Regions from separate parts of the Columba livia genome. Here region 2 is linked to region 1. A link is a contact called in public Hi-C data. All regions are on one chromosome and are shown on one strand. Each heading gives the region's core, a stretch centred on a gene start, on an enhancer-like site or on the middle of the called end of the contact. The rest is flanking DNA. Distances are from core to core; before and after follow the strand shown. Region 1 overlaps DCT (dopachrome tautomerase). Region 2 holds the start of TGDS (TDP-glucose 4,6-dehydratase).

Evidence for each region. A called contact is a pair of places that touch in the nucleus more often than the background predicts.
Region 2: a contact with region 1 is called in a Hi-C map of crop, with 1.8 times the contacts expected there. The contact joins the promoter of TGDS here to the enhancer-like site in region 1.

The regions. Positions count from the first base shown.
Region 1 is chr1:54,752,084-54,759,075 of bColLiv1.pat.W.v2, reverse strand. DCT (dopachrome tautomerase) reads left to right here. Exons shown (of 9, transcript XM_065056892.1): 8 at 949-1,150; 9 at 3,286-4,546. The coding sequence ends at 3,467. Among named protein-coding and RNA genes, the nearest start is that of DCT, 21 kb to the left of the region's middle. Within about 2 kb of position 5,080, at least 1 of the 3 cell types and tissues checked has an H3K27ac peak away from gene starts, as active enhancers do.
Region 2 is chr1:54,798,409-54,804,896 of bColLiv1.pat.W.v2, reverse strand. TGDS (TDP-glucose 4,6-dehydratase) reads left to right here and starts at 1,446. Exons shown (of 12, transcript XM_065056914.1): 1 at 1,446-1,791; 2 at 2,879-2,945; 3 at 3,353-3,421; 4 at 6,039-6,129. The coding sequence starts at 1,715. It overlaps GPR180 (G protein-coupled receptor 180), which reads right to left and starts at 1,220. Exons shown (of 9, transcript XM_065056908.1): 1 at 1,002-1,220. The coding sequence starts at 1,137.

The sequences.
Region 1 (6,992 bases), core at 3,831-6,330:
AATGAGAAGCACAAACAGCACTGTGCAAATAAAAAGCCAAAAATTGACTCTGCTTACACATCTTTCGTAATAAATTACTGCCAAGTTCTTTTCCTCTTGGTTAGATTAAACCACAGAGATTATATAGAGAAATTCTAATACAGTTATTTTCTTTCTTACTTTTATTTTAGGTTTGCTTTGTTTTGTTGGAAAAAAATAGCCCAAATACTTATGTACTGGTTCTCCAGCTTATTTCCTTAAAAATTCTTGAGTTTCTTCATTAATTCCTCTCTCGCACAATGAAATCTTCATTTCACTATGCTATAATTTTATATGCAAGATTATTTTCCATGAAATATTTGCAAAGTTTTTTCCAGGGTCATAATTAAAAATCATAAGCGCATCAAAAATTAATTTGAACTGCCCCAGACATTTGTAATAATTGTCTGAACTCAACTTGGAAACAACTTCCCTGTATTAGTGCTCTGTAGACCTCTAGACTCACTGGGCAAGTTCTAATCAAATTCGTGGGTACCTGGAGCTGTGGAACTGGTGGCACACTATCAAATGAGTGTGCAGGAATCAAATTTCTTGCAATTTTGCATACCTCTTCAAACATGAGAGAGAGTAAAATAGGTTTTAGAGGTACATTCACCTGAATGATCTTAGTGGGCCCTCACCCAAGAGGACAGACCTGCCCATTCACAGTGAGCTGATATTAAACTGTCTGGAGAAAGATCTTATTATGAACAGGCAGCAACAGGGATGTATACTGCAAAATGTCTCATGCAGGAGATCGGTTTACTCCATTCTCATGAGCTTTCCTGGTTTCCTGTTCTGTAGAACCTACTGAAATTAGATTACTCTTTTCTCTCCCAAAAGCTGCTGCCACCTTAGGCGATAGCATTTAAATACTGTTGAGTTCAGGAAGAGCTTAGTAAGTCTGCTTATCCATGCCTTTATTTGCAGGTTCTTCACTCCTTTACTGATGCCATCTTTGATGAGTGGATGAAGAGGTTTAACCCCCCTGACAATGCCTGGCCTGAGGAGCTGGCCCCCATCGGTCACAACAGATTGTATAACATGGTCCCTTTTTTCCCTCCTGTCACCAACGACGAGCTCTTCCAAACTGCGGAGCAGCTCGGCTACACCTATGCCATTGACTTACCAGGTACGTCTCAGAGGTGTGGAGACTGTTCCAGGCCAAGAGATGAGAGCTCATGTTTTCAATTACATGAGCATATGGAGAATTAGGCACCTTTCACAAAACACTTGGGTGTATTCACCTGCTCACTAGCAATCACATGTTGTAACACGGCAAGCTACAACTCACCAGATAAACTGTGGTAGCTACGAGTGTGCACACCCTTAGTTTGCTCTGCTGCAAAACACATCAACAAACTGCTCCGGCATTGATGGTGGTGCTCCTTTTGGGCTTGAGGAGTCTTTGATTTTGGCTCTTGCTCCCAGCACTCTTTATGCCTGTTGCAGAATCCTTGAACCTGTATGAGTTTAGGTGCTCTGCCAGGGAGATTGGCTAATGCCAGTTATTAGAAAATACTTGTTTTTGCACAGGGCCCTGAATGATACTGTACCACGAATCTCGTTAGAGAAGAATTCAGTTAATCTTTGAATACCCAGGAAAGATGTACCTGGGTGTTTTGTGTTATAAACCTTCAGTTTTAAAGATTTTCCATGCCCATAGGTGTAATATGCCTTAAGGTTTGTCTATTTGTTGAAATTACCTTTGATACAAATCAGATAAAGACAAAAGAAACAAGAAAACAAAGTATTTATGCACAAAATCTGAAATTTGCAACATGATTTACAAATATTTGTAAAAGGTGCAAGTGTAAGAAATACATGAAAACCATGCTTAAGCTGCTTTACCAAAGATTAAATATGAACAGTTTCTTTCTCCACTATGGTATTCCTTTGAGAGGCAATAGGTGCTTATCTAGCTTGTGTGGCCAGGAATTTCTTCTAAATGCTTACCATGTATCTGTGCTTTTAATCTCTGGAGGCTGTTTAAAGGTCTATAGACTGCAAAAGATGGTCCTTGTCCTCAGGCTGCACTCATGCAGGGCAGCCCTGACTTGTGGAGACATGCTAGCTGCTTCTGCAGTGCTTTTCTCAGGGGTGTCCCCAGAATTTCCCCTAAGAATTTAAAGTTCTCCTTTTATGGAGTTTAAGTTTTCCTCCCTCTGGACCACTGTGCCACTGCTGCTTTGGCAATGCTGCTGCCCCTTGAGTGCGAGGTACCCAGGGAGGGGCAAAGGCATCTTGTGATTCTGCTGCCTCTCAACTCCCACTGAAATAAATAGTGATCTCGCTGTGAAGCAGCCTATTTATCGCTGTCTTCATGGTCAGTGTTCAAAGAATAAAGTTTTTACATTAAAACCTTTCTCTTTTAGCTGAATATATAACTTGGTAAAAAATTAATTTTTGGATCTTACTGAATCTGTGCATCATTGCTCTCAACTCTTTTGTTGTCAGAGACTACAGATTGGGGTGTTCAATTTCTAGTTGCTTTCATAGTCAGTGTAACGTGTCCTTGAGCCATTTGGTTTTAAGCTTGTATGTCCAAATACCTTTTAAATTCCTGAAATAATTTTTTTTTTTTTTTTTTTTTGCGAATACCTAGTCAAACATAATTATTGCCATATTGATATATGCAGCATATTTCAGAACAGGACAGCAGGCAGTTGTTGCTTCTGAAAGCATAAATGACAACACAAAATAAAATTATTCAACCAAGTGGAGCGGGGTTATTATAAGAACAGGCAATATTATCTTAGAAGACAATGGCTCCCTAGAAGTGGTTCATAATCAGCGGATGCAATCTGGAGCTGGTCAGCAGAACCACACTAAGTAATGTTTTCAGTTAAAAGTTTGTGGTCTGTAGGAATGTTTGAGGGTTTTCTGTTGATGAGATTAACTTGGAAACAGCTACGCTGAAATGTCATTGTAGAAAGAATTGCTTAAATAATTCATAATTTTGGCCAAATTAGATAAGAAGATGGCCTTTTTGTTTTGTTACTGTTAACCTTTCCTGTTCTCAACACTTTAATTTGTATGAAAGGCTGAAATTTAAATTCAGCTGTAGACTTCTCTGGCAGGAAACATCTCTGAGTCCGGCATGCTTGTCGGTTACACGGTGCATTACCAGCTTCCCCTGTGGGCACTGGGTCTCTAAGCCACACAAGCAATCCTAAGTACCAGGCTGTAGCATATTTTCCTTCTTTCATGTGACTGGAGAAATGAAATTCATGAGCTATCCTCACTTCAGACATTTTGTGTTTTCAGGTTCACTTGAAGAAACCCAAGCCTGGGCTGTCATGGTTGGAACCACAACTGGAGGAGCATTTATAGCTCTGGCTACACTTGTTCTGCTGCTTGTACTTTTCCTGCACCGAAGGCAGAGAAGAGGTTTTGAACCACTGATGAATGTGAGCTTCAACCCCAAAAAGTACACAGAAGAGGCCTAATGCCCTTGCTTTGTTTCTTTGCTCATTCTTGTAGGAAGTGGCCTTGATTGCCTTATTGAGATCTTAGCTGAGGATTTATCGCACACTCCTTTGGCAGCTGACTACATTGTTCTCACTCAGGTTTTCCCATTATCTAGTGAATTGTTAATATGTGAAGTCTCTGGGTACATATGTGCAAGGCCCAACAGGCTAAACTTTTCTCATTACTAAACGTTATCTGGAGTGTGTGACACTTGTAAGTCATCCTCTATAGATTTAGATTGAGACAGCTATGAATCTAAATAGAAGAAAACCAACTTGAATAACCAAGATAATTTTTCACCTCAATGTATTTTTAATTTCATTTAGCAGCTCGTAGATGTGCTGGAAGTTATTAACTCTACATATATATTCGAATAACACATTATTTTTACAGTTATCAATAAATGTTCTGAATAACACAGTCTTTTTTTAAGGTTCAAAATGTTTCATGCTGTTTCACAAAACACTATAGGAACTCCCTGGTTATAGTTTATTTTAGAATCATGATCAATTCCATGTCATGTACAGTCAAGCTGATGTTAGCAGTAGGTAAACCTCCAAACTCAAATTCTGAAATTTAAGAGCAGGATTTCCCTGACAGCTAAATATACACTTGTGTTTTACCTCTATGTTAGGAACCTGTGACAGAAGTTGAAAATGGTGCTTGTCCTTCTCTATTCTGACTCTGCTGCAATGTTTAATGAATTTAGAACTAAATTTACCGGGACTGAAGACTGAGCTAGCTCTCATTACCCAGGTCTGCAGGTAGGGGATCAGGTTTGGATGTGGCATTCCCTAGACCACATCTTAAACGTTACTTTATATATTCCCTATGTATTTCTTTATTTAGACATATATTTGGACCATATTTTGTTTGCTTTCCCATGTTATCTTGAGAGAGGGTTTTTACAGAGCAAATGAAGTCCTGAACAGATCATGTCAGATTTGTTGCATAATATGTTACATTAATGGAGTGCACAGATTTTGTGTTTTGTAAGGTCCTGAGTCTTAGGAAAACTCTGCTTTTGTAGCCTTGAATAAAAAATTCCAGTAAGCAATGCTTTCTGATATTTCTTCTAGGCCTGCTCAATACTAGCCATGTGGACTAGAAAGATCTCAGTAGATCTTTACATATACTTAGTTCGAATATGAGAAACTCACAAAACTGAGGGGGCTTTATGGGACAAAAAAAAGTTATGATTTGCTCACCACACACTCAGGTAGTCCTTGCTGCAGCAGGTGGACAACGATGTCCTGCTGTTTCTGCCGTTCTGTGGTGTCTTTGGGTGTTCCCAGCACATTTGCTCCTGGCTTATGCCCAAGATGTCAGTGATTGTAGCTCTTTTTGTGCAGCTGCTCAACCCAGTACCCTAGCTCCCAATTCAGGTTGCCTTTTGGGGGTTTTTACCATGTAGGAACCAGTGTTAATTGGTGCTGAGAACATCAGCTGAGGTCTCCAGAGACCTGGGTTGGACATGTATCATATCATTTGGACCCTGATGAGTGTCAGTCTGAAGCTGGGTCTGAAGTCTCCACATGTCCTTCTCAAGGGGGAGATATCAGCCACTTTCCAGCACAAGACAATGAATCTTCACGTGCACCAGATCCCGCTAAATGGTGATTTAGACAGATGATGTTGGATGGAGATTGGCACCTTTTTGTCCTTCATGTGATGTGAATGCCAAAGTTTAGGAGACAGACTAGGCTGCTACTTCTAAGGGTGAATCAGATTTTTCCTTGGGTTCACAGGGCATAGTGTGTGCCCAACTAGCTTCACCACTTTGGAGGTTTGAATACTGCTGCCCCAAGCGTTTGTTGCCCTGGTTATGGGCAAACGACAGTGGCAGTGAGGTGGAAGAAGGAGAGAGACAGGGGAGAAATGTAAAAAGGTGGCATAGCAGCTAACTTGTTAGAACTAATTTTGCTAAGAGTGGGAGGGTTAAACATGGGACAGTTTCTCAGTTCTCACATGTAAATTGAGTAGAAAGATATTTTCCTTTCCAGAAGAAAAGCAATGAGGGCATTAGATTGATAATATGCACTTAAAAATGTTAAGGTCAAAGATCAGTGTGTTACTCTTTCTGCTTGCTGGGCCTTAGTTTAATAATTAGGACTATAAAACTGTGACTGGTCCTAACAGTTGCTTGTAAAATCTGACTGAAATAAGCTCTATAGCAAACACAACCTGCCCTCTCGTGGCTTACTGGAAAATTACCTGGTGCCACTAAAATGCTGTTTTCTCCCTTTTTAAAAAGCGCAGTCTTGGTCTAGCAACCAAGGAAAGTTATGTCCTTGGTGAAAGGAAGAAGCACAGGTAAACTTTATACAAAATGCTTAAAAAGGAAGAAAGTTGAACATAGGTACATTACAAAACTGCTGGAGATTGCTTTTACATGTTTTAATGTTCCACTCATCCTAAACTACAGAAAAGGCATTTTTTATTGCTGGTTTATGCAAGTGTTAGTAAATACCTGCAATCTATTGTTGCATAAATTGTACTGAAGCTGTTACTGCCAGGGTGAGATGTAAAGGGACTCTTCTGTTCCATAACTGGAGGAAAAGACTGTCACCGACTTCTAAACTGAGGGAAACAAGGCTGTAAACACACTGTCCCCAGTCTCCACAGAGCCCAGCACACCCTGGGATTTTGGTCCTACAATCAGGTTGAAGCGTGACCACTGCTGCTGGAGTCAGTGTGGGGTAGGGGGACAGAGCAGTGCCTGCAGGGGTGCCCTGCCCTCACACTGCTGGCAGCGCTGGGCTCAGCATGGGCACCCAAATGGGGACAGGGAGGACAGTGCCCACCTGGGAGGGGGGACACTGGTGCCCAGGAACCACCTCTGCCCATTGCTTTTGCCTCTCGCATTCATAACTGAGCAGTCACCCAGCCCAGCCCAGGAGGGAAGGATGAGGGACCAGCACATCCATCCCCATGGTCACTTTTTACTCAAAACAGTTTGCTGACAGATGGGAGGTGCACTCCTGAATGACTTCAAGCTGAGATGGGTGCAATCATCACCGTCACCCCCCTTTAAAACAACTCCTGCTGAATTAAAATTCTTCTGACAAAAGGGTCTGAAACACACAGGAGCATGTAACACGCAAATGAGATGTTTAAGCTCTGGAGAGGGAGAAGTGCTCAAAACCATCTCTTTCTCAGCCTTTTTGTTAGCTAGACCTATGCAGCTTCCAGCTCTGTGTGTTGAGCTTTTGTGTGGATTATCTTTCTGAGAAGTTTAATTCTCTCTAGTCACTAGTTAATTGCTCTCTCAACTGGCTGTACTGGATCTGTGGGCAGCTAATGCCTCTTTCTGAGTCATCCCGTGGGTCGGGTGCCTAATTTTTTGACTCTGTAGTAAGCTGGTGGCAGCCACATCATCTCTGTCAGTCATGGCCTGTGCCTTTGTGCAAATGATTGTCATGAAAATTCTCTGAAGGAATCAGTGAGAACCTGTTTTCTGAATTAAATAAAACCTCATTGCTGGCTACTGAGCTAAATGCTTG
Region 2 (6,488 bases), core at 197-2,696, 49 kb before region 1:
ACACTCCAGCTTTTCTTGGCTTATACCACATTGTCCTTCATCCCATAAGTTGTTATCTTTTTTCTTGTAAACATTTTTGTTTTCTTCTCACACTACTCCTCCAGTCTGGGAGGAAGCCTGTTTGTTATCTTCATAGTTGTTTTTTGAAGCATTACATAGAACTCTTCTGCTAGAAGCTAACTAACAAAAAATAACAGTCTCAGCTACCGAAATGCTGAACATGTAGGGAAAGCATGCTGACTAGCACAGCCTTGTTGTGTAATAGCGCTCGCTACGCCTGCATATATACCTTTTTGCAAAGTAAAACTTCTGTAGAAAGGAGAGTAATTTCCAACATGTATTTCTGCAGAGGCCATTCTAACAGGATTCTAGTCCACTGCAAGGCCTCTTAGCTAACATTATTAGGGAATTAATAAGACAGAAAAGAAAAGCCGTTGAGAATAATCAGGTGAAAAATTTTATTCTGATGCCCGGTGACACTAACAACCGTATGAAGCACCGTTCTCACTCCGAAGAGTTCCAGGAGGGAGGGAGAGGCGCATGTGAAAGTTAAAACGCCCCGGATCGCCTAGATCCTCCCGCCACGCCAGGCCGTGGAGGACAGCAGAACGCTGACCACCCACAGGAGCACTGTGCCATTCTGCGACAAATACTGTTTATGTAGCACGACGGGCTGCTGCCAACTCCTCTGCCCACTGCCTTGCCGCAGCCCCGCTTCTGGCCGAGCTTCCCACCGCCGTCCCAGGCTACCCGCCGCCCGCCCAGCGGACCAGCCCTGTCGCACGTCCCGGCGGAGGGCGGGCAGCCGGGCTGACCCCACCGCCACCGCCGCCGCCGCCGCTCCCCTCAGGCCGCCGCCCTAACGGCTCCTCGCCGCGCGCCGCCCTCACGCGCCCCAACGGCTCGTCGCTCTCCCGCCCCGTTTCAGGACGGCGGACAGGGACGACGCGGCCGCTCGCTCTCCCCCACTTCCCTTCTACTCCCCTCCCTCGGGCACTCACCGTGGAATTGGAACCGCGCCACGGGCCGCCACGGCTCCAGCCGGGCGGCGGCGCTGGCGAAGCCGCCCCGCAGCGTCTTGCCCCCGGCGCCCCACCAGCCGGCGGCGCACAGCAGCCACAACAGCCGCCACCGCATCCCCAGGGCCCGCCGGCGGCAGCGGCCACCGTTACCCGAACCACCCCCCCCGCCTCCGCCGGCTCGCGCCGCCGCGTCACGTGATTCCCCCCCTCCCGCCACCCCTCCAGGTTACAACCGGGCGCGGGACAGGGGAGAAGGAGAACCAATGGGAGCTGCGCGCGAGGGAGCGTGCCCCACCCTGGGGGCGGGGACGACGCGGCCGGCCCCTCCCCTGCCACCGTGCCCTGCGGGTCTGCGCTTCTATAGCTGCGACGTGTCCGTTGCTGGGTTCGGCCGTAAATTGAGACACACACCCCCCCCCCAGCGTCGTAAAGGGCAACGTTGTAGCCGGAGCTGCTGCTGCTCGCCTCAGAGGCAGCTAGCTCCGTTGTTCAGGAACGTGGGGAAGGGTTTCTTTTTTTTCTTTCTCCATCCCTCCCTCCTTCCTCCCACGCCAGCTCTTGCAGTGGCCGCCGCCCTGCCCGAGAAACCTGCCGGGGAACTACAGCTTCCGCGCCCTGTTGCGCATGCGGTTTCGTGGGGTCGCGGCGCACGGTAGCTGAGGCTTGAGGGCCGTCGCCGTAAAGCGCGGGCGATGTCGGAGGCGACGGGCGCGGTGGGGTTGCCCGTGTTCGAGAAGCGGCTGCTGGTGACGGGCGGCGCGGGGTTCATGTGAGTGGCGGCTGCTGGGTCAGGCCGAGGCCGTAGGCCTCCTCCCTGGGGACGCGGGGGCTGTCGGGCCGGGGCGGGAGGGGTGCTGCAGCTCTGGGTCGTGTCCCGGGGCGGTTCAGTGGCGCCGGTGGCTCGGGCCGCCTTCGTGGAGGCCGCGGTGGGCGCAGCCGTTTTTCAGGCTCGGGTTCTCTTTGGAGGCTGCCTGGGGCTCTTCCGTGTGTCGGAGTTTGCGGCGGTAAGCGCTGGGGAGCGAGCTGGGCCGCTGCCTGGCTGCCCTCCGCTCGGGGCCGGCGAGATGGTGCTGGGTGCGGGGACCTCGCAGCGCTGATGGCGGGAGTCGGTGCTGAGCCTCAGCCGGGGTGGGGGGTGACTGTTCTTTGGGCCGACAACTGTTTGTTACCTCTACTCCCCACAGCTGTGGGCTCTTAAGAAAGTTCAGGTCTATCTTAAGCTCGTCAGCGTGCTTGGGGGTTGAAGCTGTGAGAGGACTGGATTTCTGTGTGTACCCTCAGCTTGGAGGGCTGGAGATGTGAATAAGCCCTGCAAAACCTGAACTCTAAGAGTGAGCTTCTTGTACTCAAAACTGTAGCAAAGAGAAATGCCACCTGACACTCGGGCTGTCAGTCTCTTACACCTAGCAGCAGTGTTGGAGAGTTGAATGTTTGAGAGTCAGTATTGTGAGTTAGGAGAGTAGATTGTTTATTTCTCCCTAATACCCAATGTATAAACTTAAAAAGTAATTTGGAATAGCAACTGGGTGTATCATATAACAGATTGGGGTGTGTTTAGGGTCTGTGTGTGTGTTTGTTTTTTTTCTTTTGGGTGGCAGTGAGCAGTGCTGCTTTCTTTTGTTATGTCACGAACTTTTAATCTGATTTTTCAGGTTCTTAATAGTATGTGGTTATGGGCATTAGCAACAGAATGATGGTGATGTGTTTTAAAATATATCTGTGAATTTCTCTTGAGTACAGCCTCCTCTTCCCACAAAGCCTTTTGATATTGCTGAACTTAGTTGTAATTTGTCATCTCTTTGCTACCTTAAAGCTAACTATGTAATTATAAAATATGTTTTTCTTTTGTCCTGTAGTGCTTCACATGTAGTTGTCTCTCTTGTGAAAAAGTACCCAAACTATTTGATTATAAACCTGGATAAGGTAAGTAGCTTGCTTTCTTTTTTCATACAGAAAACTATTTTAAATGATTTTTGATGCAATTTGTAGCATTTTGAAATTTATATGGATTATTGTTTTTTATTAAATTTTTGCTTGACTATCCATTTGTTCCTATGCAAAAAAAGTCAACTACTGTTAATGCTTATAGTCCTGTGCACACTACAAATAAATATTTGGAAAAAAAAAAAAGGAAGCTTTTGAAGTTCTAAACTTCCATTTAAGAATGTTTGCAGTAAAGATATATTAGTTTTGTGTTTTTAAAGCTTTATCATGTATTCTTGCAAAATAGTTTTTATTTTGAAAAAAGTTATTGCTTTGTTCTCAAACTTTCCAGTTTTTAGGTTGTATCTGAGTTAGCTTATTTATATACTGTCGGTATTTCTCTTTAGCTCGACTACTGTGCAAGCTTGAAGAATCTTGAAACTGTCTCTGAGAAGGAAAACTACAAGTTTATCCAGGTGATAAAGCTTTCTCTTTTAAGAAACTTGAGTTTTTACTGATTTCTATGCCTTCATATTGAGTTAATGTGGTCTTTAGAGTTCCCCAAACTAGAAGCCACTGCTTTCATTTACCATAAAGCTGAAATTACTTCTATTAGTTCATTGTCAAGAGTGAGTCAGTGTATGTAACATGTGTGTGACAATCAGATGGATATAACAGCATTTATTTTGTCTGCTTGTCTTCATATTTCACTCATAGAAGACTGTGGAAGTAGGCAGTATGTTCTGTCACTTACATGAAGTAGTCTTTTGAAAGTTGATATATTTTATTGTATAATAAAGGTAGATAATTGTTAAAAGCCTAGTTATAGAGATGAGTGGTCATAGGGATGATTGATTCACTTTTGGTAGGTGGTATGGGCAAGACAGACTCATATTTGGCTCCTCCGTGCTTCTCTGATGCGATCTTAGATTTTATTCATTATTTATTTATTTATTTATTATTATTTATATATATATATACACACACATATATATAATTATTATTATTTATTTATTATTTATTTATTATTTCAAACACTTTCGCTTGTCATATTCTGTGGTGCGCAACACACTTTTTCCTGTTCTGTTAGCACTAGATATCAGGGTACGTTTTTGCTGTTGATGCTGTGTAGTTCATAGTTGTTTTGGAACAGGGTCTTGTTGGAACATTTAATGTATGACTTTTCTTTTTAAAATTTGGCCAATTAAATCAGTTTACTGTTTCCACAGTTTTATCTTAAGACAGGAGGTGGATTTAGAATTATTGTTCAGATAAACATTCTGACTGCAGGGTTTGTATGCTAAGGTTCCTTCCCTCAATGAAAGTCAGTACTGCTGCTGGACTTTGTCTAGCTGGGCTGTTCGAGGTTGCAGGACATCAGAGAAATGCATATAGTTTAATTTTCTGAAATAGGAACTTTGGGGCAACTTTGTCACATGGATGTAAGTTAAACATATCTCATGGATTCAGGCAAGGTTGGAATTAGACTGGTCCTCACCTGTTTGATGACCCCCATGGCTGTTCACATTTTTGTGAACCCGGCTCTTTATTTCAGTAAGTGATTGTCTCTGAGCTGTTGGGCTAAAAGTTGCATGAGGGGAAAGGGGATGTTTACTAAGCACATGTGTGCAATTTCAGCATGCCCAAACTGTCTTTTTCGTTGTTTTTCCTAATGTTTTTGATGGTTTCTAGTATGTGATATGAAGTGTATGAATGCTGTAGAAAAGCCTCATTATCTGGATATGTATTAACACGGAGTTCTAAAATTTACCCTGTAAACAGCTAGATTCCTATCTGAAGCGGGGGATAGTGACAAGCAATGTAGCTATACTGCGTCTGGAATAAAGCTGGCATATGTTCTGTACAAAATTTACACCCGTGTAATGCATTCCAACTTTTCAGGGTTTGTGTGTGTTTTTTTAAGAAATGTTGATCAGAGCCTATATGTAGCTTGTATGCAGCCAAACAGTTTACACTGATAGGAAAAAATACACTGGAAAAAATGATCAAGCCCTGTAATTAGAATTGTAACGCTATTACTGGCATTAGGAGAGAGCAGGAAGGGTAAACACTGTAGCGATGCTGTAGAAAAGAAGCCCGTTTTGGAAGGTAGAGAAGTAAAGGTTTAGAAAATTTGTGTAAGGGACTGGAGGAAAGATACAGTTTTATCACAGTTTCTCTTGTTGTTCAGCATAGATGTATAGAGTTTGAGTTTGTTAAAAAAAAAAAAAAAGTCAATAATTGTAACCAATTAGTTCAAAATGTATAAGTGGAGTATTTACTGGAGTGTTTCAGTTCTGTTCAGGGATGAGAAACAGGAAGTTCAGCCCATCTTCCATTTCTGACATATAGTACTACTTTGAGGCTGTTGTTCAGAATTGTTGAGAACTTCTTAAAACGTAGGTGCATTTGAACTATTTTTATTTAGTTGCCTTGCTATTGAAAAATACGTAAGTCTTCTTCCCGAAGGCACTGCTTCTTCGCTGGTACTATCTTAAGTTGAGCCAACAGATAAATATGAAAAGCTGCTTCTCAGCTTGCATTTACCTTTAAAAGCTGTGGTTGATTCTGTAAGAATGTCTTGTGTGTCGATGCCTGCCTCTTTTCTAAATATATCAATTTAAAAAAATAAAACTCTCAAACAACAAAACCCCAAATCCCTGCAAGACATCCAACAGTCCGTTTTGACGGAAGTGGAAAATCCACCGTTTGTGATGCCACTAGGTGTCACTGTCCGTTTGCCAGACTCCAGCAACTCTCTTAGTTGCTGTGGGAACTCCTCATTTCAACCTCAGCGTTTAAGCTACACACTCTACTTCTGCTGTGTATATTTTGGGGGCGATGCTGTTTCTAATGCTAAATAGTCATAATAAATCCTGAAATAAGTTTTGTTGAGGCTGTTCCTCAAAATATGTGAACTTTATATCTGGTGTTGTTTTAGACATGGCATCAATAAATTGTCCAAAACTCAGTTGGTAGTGCTTTTTCTATCCTGTGTTTCCTTTGTAATGGTTTGTTCTGTGATGCTTTGTACAACTGAAAGCTCACTATTTTCTGTCAAAAATAATTTAATGATTTTTTTTTTCTGTCTAGGGAGATATTTGTGACCCTGATTTTATAAAACAGCTCTTTGAAACTGAGAAAATAGATATAGTTCTTCATTTTGCAGCCCAAACACATGTAGGTGAGCACTGCTACATGTTTTGATATTATTTGCCGTTACTATATTTGTTTGAAATATGTATTTTTTTCCCTTCATATAAAACAAGGAGACAGTTTGTCTCTACGAACTATGTGATTCAAGATCTGGTGGCATCTTTAACTTAAAAGGGTTCACAGCCTTAATTTAAAAAGTGCTTCATCTGATGTCTGTTTTGATTGTACATAAATAGTAATGCCCTCCCCCCCCCCTTTTTTTTTTTTTTTGGTATGTTACATTTTTAAATTCCATCTAGACACACATGTAACTGACAGTGTACTGGTGAAGTAGTGAAGACAATGGAAAGAGGATTGGTACATAGTCTTAAGTTTTTACTTTGTTGG